2 separate regions of the Zea mays genome follow, and region 1 is linked to region 2. Evidence: chromatin contacts called from public Hi-C data. All regions are on one chromosome and are shown on one strand. Each heading gives the region's core, a stretch centred on a gene start, on an enhancer-like site or on the middle of the called end of the contact. The rest is flanking DNA. Distances are from core to core; before and after follow the strand shown.

Region 1 (3,832 bases), core at 1,055-3,554, 290 kb before region 2:
GCGCCACGACGCTCGTGGCGACTCACAGCTTGTAATTGACCAAGTCATGAAGAACTCCCACTGCCGCGACCCAAAGATGGAGGCCTACTGCGACGAAGTCCGATGCCTGGAAGACAAGTTCTACGGGCTCGAGCTCAACCACATCGCTCGATGGTACAACGAGACTGCGGATGAGCTGGCTAAAATAGCCTCAGGGCTGACAACGGTTCCCCCGGACGTCTTCTCCAGAGACATACAACAACCCCCGGATCCCTCTTGATAGTACGACGATTCCTAAACTCAAGAACTTAAATAAAAATCAAACTTACTCTCCAATAGACACTAGGAACTCCAAACTTCAAATCTAAGGAATCCTCTTACCTTATTGAGTTCCAATATGCTGCAATGGTCACCAAGAACATGTCCAATAACTGGAATGACCCAAATTCTGATTATTTCTAGATTTGTCACTTTTTGTCATTTCTATCAAAGTCTTACACAACTATAATTCATTTCCAGGTTCTTTCTTTGATACCTCTTCCTTGGACTTGTGACCTTGCTTCTTCAGTTGTCTTGAGCTAGCAACCCCCATGTCATATGATTTGAATCATCTAATCACATATGAATTAAACCGATGACTTCTAATCACATCCTCTAATGTTGTGATCTTCATCGTTGTATTAATCTTCACAATCTGATTAGTCTATCGACATCTTGCAAGTACTCACTTCTTCACCTTAGCTATGGTACCTCGGTCCACAAGCCATCTGCTTGACCTTCACCTTCACTTAATACATCAAAGCCCTTTCCTTACCTGTATTCACCCTATCAGGTTGTTTCCAAGTCACATTATACTGAGCATCCATTTAAAAAGCATTTCTTCAATATTGTGAACCTTGTTTTAATATTATCTAGATATGAGTGTAAAGATTAATCAAGCCTCAGAGTGTTTCTCATAGAAACATATATGTATCAACATCAATATGATCAAACCAATTCATAATTCCTTATATCATATTCGTTTTGGCTTGACACTTCCTTTCATTTACTTCAATCTCTATCTTCAACAAAGATCAGTCATCCTTATATGACTTTTATCTGGCTTGATTTGTCCCTTGACTAAATGCAAGAACTTGCTTCTTCGCTTGATCAAGCTTTCCTTAAGCCATACCTCTTGAGTGTACATTGAATCCTTTGATGTCTAATTATCTAATAGATGATATTTTAACTTTTGATCTTCATGGAATATCTCATCTCCACAGATCCAAATGACCTTACTTATATGACATACTTACCATTGTTTGATGTTGATCCTTTATAATTTTATATTATGAACAATTGATGTATATGATACATTTTCATATCAATCCTTATAGAATAGTTAAAGCGTGTGCGCGCAGGCGTGGGCGCTCAGCAGCCGAGCGAGGGGCACGTGTGCCAGATAGGGGCGTGAGCGAGGTGTAGTGGCGCAGTGCAGGCGGGCGCGTGTGCCAGGCGTGGTCGCGCATGCGAGCGTGTGTGTGAGGGGGGTGGGTGGGCAGGTGGTGGGGTGTGAGGCGACGGGTGGTGTGAGAGGTGGCGTGGGGTGGAGGGTGAAGGGAGATATGCGGGCATATTATAGAATATAGGAGATGATGACAAATTTCGTAATTTTAATGTATATAACCATGAGTAGTGGATCTTTTGCTAAAAATAATCTCAAATAAAGTACTCTCGAGAAAATTATGACGTTATCATAATCTGGGCTTTAGATTATACAATCTGGACCTATAATCTAGGTGTTTGTTTACCCACTAGATTATTTGCACTAGATTATATAGGTTCTGTTTGAGAGGATTTCACTTCAAGAATTATAGTTTCAGGTTTCTAGCTTCACCATAAAACAATTTCAACAGATTAGTAAGACAAAGTTCAAGAGTGTTTGGCTTGCACATAAATTCTAGCTTCTATAATACAATTAATTTGTTTGAGTTTTCTTAATTATCTTTGATGGTTAGTGAGTGAAGAAAGAGACATAAATCGGTAGATCATGTAACCAATAGCACGGTAGATAATTTTTATACAACTTCACGATAATGTATGAAAATATTATTTTTGAAGCACCATTTGAGTAGCTTCAAAAAATTTATGAAACTGGCTTTTAGTTTAAAATTTTTTAAAGTTAGATCTCGTGGAGCTGATCGTGTTGTACAGAAGAAGCTAGAATAGACTTAATTTTTTGAAGTGAAGGTCTACTAAATAGATCATACTCTAAGCATATTATAATGCAAAACAAATAAACCTAAAAATTTGATATTGTAATGGCATATATATATATATAAAACATACCATTGCAATGTCAAAGGGCGAGGATCGAAACTAACCTTTCCAATCTATTCGGCAGGATCTGCTTTGCGACGCTGTCAAAGGAACTCGCTCGACCACCGAACCCCCCTTGCCCTAGCGCTCCCCGCCTCCGCCTCTCGCCGCCGGCGAGATGATCCCTGTCAGCGCCGATATCCCTGTGGAGCTGCGCTTCCTTCTCGAATGCGCCACCGGCTCCAACTTCGACTCCATTCGGCTCGAGCTCTGCCAGGTATCTGTACTGCTTGACCCTTTCCGCTTCCTGCCATCGTTGCGTTCCCCCTCCCTTTGATTCGTCGGTTCTCAGTCTGTGTAGCTTGTATCCTTGTGGAGGGCGATCAGTTCTACCCTAGGTTAGCCTAACGGTAAGATTGTCAATTCTGAGTTTAAACTTGTTAGAGTTGCAGGCCACAAGTTCAGCGCCTAGCGACCTAGGTTGTTAACTTCGCATCCACTTGATTACTGCAAACAAGTTTTTTTGGGACGTATGACCGTGCTTAAATTCTGTATGAATCTTTAAAACTCATTGGCTTCACTAGCTGTGCTAACGTATTTAATCTACTAGCCAGTTGTCCGTGCTTTGCTACGGTTTTTATAGAGGACATATCCTGTGCAATCACTCATTTTGGTGCAAGCGTGCAATCAAACTATCCAGAGCATCCAGTCTAGATCCAACGGTTTCATATGGAAGTGGTTAAATGTAAAATAGAAACTAGGTTTCAGGTGGGAGGGGTTAAATGTAAAATAACAGTTACCATTAGATCTAGATCGGATGCACCAGATCGCTTGATTGCATGCTTGCACCAGGATAAGTGATTGCATAGGATATTTTCCCGTTTTTATATATCATATAATTAGGTATATAATTAGGTTTGAAATATTTATTCAAATATAATTATTGTTTATTTCTAAACACTAAGGTATATGTGGTCTGATGGTTAGCCCCAAATTTCTAGATTAGGGTGGCGTGGTGTCGGTGTTTTGACCCAATGGTCATAACCAACTAGTGAATTAGTGCTGCGTGCCCTGGTCCAGATGGTTGATGCAAGAAGACATAAATTTTATCCTGGTTCGGGCAATAGAATGCCCTACTTCCAGCAGAGGGGGATGAGACTTATATTATCTTGCGCCTAAATGCTTGTAGTAGGGGGTACAAGTTAGTCGAGAGTGGGAGTAGATCCCAAGTCCCTAAAGATTATTGAGGCAATTGCCAAATATCGGTTGTGGAGGCGAAAACTTGTGAAGTGTTCTCTCCTCTCCCTTGGAAGCCCTGGACTCCTTTTATATAGCCTTAAGGAGGGATCCCAGGAGCGCCAATGTTTGTCGTAAATGGGAGAGGAGGCGAGTTCGAGCCCCTGTAGCAGCATGGCCACCGGAATGACCTTTGTCCTCGCGGTTGTCTTGGATCAGGGGGAGGACGTCCGACCCTTGTATCTCACATTTTGACCGAGCAGAGAGACGAGGCCAGGATCAGTGCTCGGATGCATACCCGAGCCTATTTTGTGGATGT
Region 2 (3,994 bases), core at 678-3,177:
AAGCTCAGGAAAATTTAATTTCAGTCAATGCACTATACTGTTGTAATATGTCCAAACTGTGCAAGTGAAAGCAAAGGATAGATTAATGCAATACCAAATAAGAGATTATAATTGTCTAAACTCCTAAAAGTATGGCTGGGGGGGTAGCATAATGTCCATAATGTGCTGTGTACAGCTTCTGTTTCCATACACACCTCAATTCCTTCAACAGTCTCCTTGTACCCAGCTTGTGCATACTCTTTGGTTAATGTCTCTTCGGGACAGTTTGGTGTTTGTGGATAGAAGTCAGGTGGCCCAAGCCTACAGAAGAGACATGTAAAAGGAGCAACAAGGATCCAACGAAACCATATCGTGGGACAAATCAACAGTTCTTAGTTATAAATAGAAGAACAATATATGAAATCGTCGTTTTATAAGCAGATATCATGTCAAAGCTGATAGGGGTGGCCAAAAAAAGGAAGAGAATCATAACCAGTCTGAGATTAAAAAAAAAACATGCAAATAGGAGAAGAGTCGTTAGCTCTCTCATTGATGTGAAGTGGCTTTGGTCGATAAGTTAGACATACTTGTTATTAAGTGGATCTTTGTCACACTTTAGCTTGTATGGAACTAGCTGCTGCTGCCGCCTGAAAGACAGGGGTGTTAGGGAGAAAAAGATATCAGAATCACCACTGTGGGAAGAAAAATGCACAAGCAAAATATAAACAAGAAATAGAGTACTGGAAGTGAGGTCGATACTACTTCCTACTGCACCACAGCACCTCATTCCAAACAAGCGAGTGAATGTGGCACAATTATATCTAACTTCAAGTGATACATATCTTCTAGTTATTATATGGTAGACATGGGAAGTTTACAAAACATGTGAACAGAAATAACAGACTAACAGTGATGAGCATGCCATTCAGACTTTTGAAATAATGTATCCACAGGGAATGCATTCGCATAGGTGGTTGCATCATGTGATTATGATATGAAATAAGCGGAAATGTTCAACACGGAAGTTATTCAGAGGACGAAGCAAGTAGAGAACAATGCGCGCATTCCAAGCTATATATGTTCATTCATAGAATGGACTTTCCACTTGTTAAAAATAAAACGGTCTGTGACAGGCTACTTTATTGAGGGCAGAGATGGATAGCAGTTTCTATTTCGAGGATGAAACACAAATCCTGCTGACAAAATAGCCTTGAAGATGTCTGCACGCACGAACAAGGACACCTGGCATTACAGTTGCGAAAGAGGTGACTGCCTAATCCGAACTCCGAAGGGGTTACTGCGTCGTGCCACAGTGCCTACTCAGCAACTACACTAATCAAATAAGTTACCAATGGCAGCCGTCGTTTAAAACGCCTGACCATGCAGATCAAATTGGACAGGGAAACAAGGGAGCGGGGGTTGGAGTGTCACCTGGAGCTGACAGGGTACCCAGAGGAGGAGGACGAGAAGGGCGAGGCTTCCAACCTCGCGCCGTCCCTGCCACCGCTGAACCCAGCGCTGTTGCTGGAGTACCTATGCATGGCCCCCCAGCAAGTCACCTGAGCGGCGCCCCCGGCATGAGCGCAACCTCCTTTATTGTCCTCAGCGGCCGACCGGACGGAAGAGCGAGAGCAAGAGGAGGCCCCGTCGCGGCCCGATCCCGAATCCGAGAGTACGGTTTTAGGAAATCGAGCGGAGAAATGGCGCGCGAGCCGCCCTCAGGGGAGCGGAGCACACGGGGTGGGAAGAGCTGGTAGCCTAGGGTTTGGTGGCGGAGCGGGGTCGGAGATGGGTGAAGGCGAGCGGCGGGGCGGAGGAATGACGAGTGGATGGATGGATCGGTGGTGCTGGGTTGCTGCTGCCTTCGTGGGTGGTGGTGGTGGTGGTGGTGGGTTGGCAAGCAGGCAAGGGAAATGGTGTTCCTCTTTGCTTTGCTCTGCTGTACTGCTGTTGTCTGTTTGGTGCGGGGGTTGCGCTTGCGCTCGGGGGAAGAAAGCAAACCATAGCCCCCGCACTGACCGTTGACTCTCCCTCCCTCCGTGGCCGTGATCGTCAGGACAAGAGTAGCTGAATTTGTGGGCGTGGTGGGCGCGCACGAGAGTGTGCCCGAGGAGGAGAAGCAACACAATGGGTATGTTTGGTTGTCTGCATCTGCGCGCGCTTGTATTACAGGATGTGGGTAGCTGTTGTTTGGTTGCTGTGAGGCAGGCTATGCGCGTGCGAGCTCTGTGTTTGGTTGTCTGCATGTAGATTTGGATCCAGGCTCACACGATCCTTAAAGCACCCTGAGCCAGGCTCACCAGATACGAGCAGATTGGTCGCATCTCCAGAGCCAGGCTCCAGTGATCCTAGCTCACACAACCAGGTTGGCGAGAAAAACCAACCAAACAGACCTATAAGGTATTATTGTCCCTTTTGGTTTACATATAGATTTTAGTTGTCATAATTAGTTTATGGATGTGATGGACGTGCGAACGAGATCACGAGACATGAGAGTGTGCCGGAGAGGGACAACACACAAGGTATTATTGCTCCAATTATTTTAACTTCTGTAATAACTAAAAATTTCACTTTTCAGCATGCTTTTTTAAAATTGCTTCTATAAGAAAAATACCTCAAATTAACGTGAACTAGAAAACGACGTGCGGCGTTGTCACGCTGCTGCACAATATTTATGTGTAGAAAAAAGATGAATGTTGGACATAAGAGTGTCCTTAAAGGGATAGAGACATCAATACATCCTACCTTAGTAACTCAATTGCAAAATACTAACGGAAATATTTGCTGGAGATTACTACTTATGTTTTGTTGGTTTATAACATAAGATTGACACCATATAGCTACATACTTATATACATCAAAAGATGCACCATTATTGGTGTTCAAGTAAACAAAAGTTATAGAAATATTGTACTAGTCAAAAGGACTTCTAAAGTCTACTACTTTAATTTGACTTTTTGGGTTATATCATGCAGCATTTTTTGCTTTTAGTTTGAGGGTAGATCCTTCTAATTTTCTGTAGAAGATCATCATTGTCATCAATTGTTTCTTGTTGAGAAAAAGTTTTGTGAGACAAAATAACCAGATGAGATCATGAGCAGAGCCAAGTTTAAACTTATCAAAGAAATAGAGTAGAGTGAGCAAAGTAAAAGTGTTGGCAGAAATTGTATTGGTATAATTTTTCTATTTTGAAGGAACACGGTAAAAAACATCTATTATTGTTTGGTTTAAACCGGATAAAGAAAATGTGTTGGTCAGGATAAGACATCCATTATGTACTAGGGATGAATAGGAAAATAAAGGAAACGTATTAGAGCGCAAGTCTCTTTCCTCTTGATAGCATTACATCGAAGAACACATGGTGCGCATCCACGTGTTGTCCATCTCGAGCTCAAAGTCGAAATCTGGTTCGACATTGCCACCGGCTGATCTCGTGTTTCCCTAACAGCTAGATTGTTGCCGATAAACGAGCAACCTTGCTAGGTTATGATACACCCAGTGTGAGGTTAGCCAAGACCTAACAAATTAGGGTTGTCTAGAGCCCAGCAGTTTATTAAGCACAACCAACTTAAGAAAAGGTTTTGATGGGGGTGGTTCTCCCTTTTAAGGTGGCTTCCTCATCCCAAGTTAAGTAAGGTAGGATAATTCTGAGGCTTACACGGTCATTGCTAGACTATAATTAGACCAACTGGGTCAATTGTGTCTTTGACAACGGGTAATAGTGGATGATGTTCTCATCATTCCCACCTTTTTAAAATGGGCCCTAGCTCTGATACCAGATAATACACCCAGCCAGGTGGGGTTGGCCGAGTCCCAACAAATTAGGGTTGCCCGAAGCCCAACATTTAATTAAGCACATCCAACTCAAAGAAAGTCCCAATTGCCCCAAAAGACTAGCCTGATGGGGGAAGGGCGGCTCTCCCTTTTAAGGTGGCTTCCTCTTTTCAAGTTAAGCAAGGTAGGATAATTTTGAGGCTCACACGGTCGCCACCCGACTACAATTGGGCCAACTGGG

Evidence for each region. Hi-C and Micro-C count contacts between places; a contact is called where the count stands out from the background.
Region 1: a contact with region 2 is called in a Hi-C map of leaf, with 2.7 times the contacts expected there. The contact joins the promoter of LOC100502409 here to the promoter of LOC100384108 in region 2. A contact is called at or near these places in 2 of 25 Hi-C or Micro-C datasets (endosperm and leaf).

What each region holds. Positions count from the first base shown.
Region 1 is chr9:161,689,563-161,693,394 of Zm-B73-REFERENCE-NAM-5.0, reverse strand. LOC100502409 reads left to right here and starts at 2,304. Exons shown (of 50, transcript XM_020543813.3): 1 at 2,304-2,554. The coding sequence starts at 2,456.
Region 2 is chr9:161,398,513-161,402,506 of Zm-B73-REFERENCE-NAM-5.0, reverse strand. It overlaps LOC100384108, which reads right to left and starts at 1,927. Exons shown (of 12, transcript NM_001362244.1): 1 at 1,411-1,927; 2 at 567-626; 3 at 195-300. The coding sequence starts at 1,520.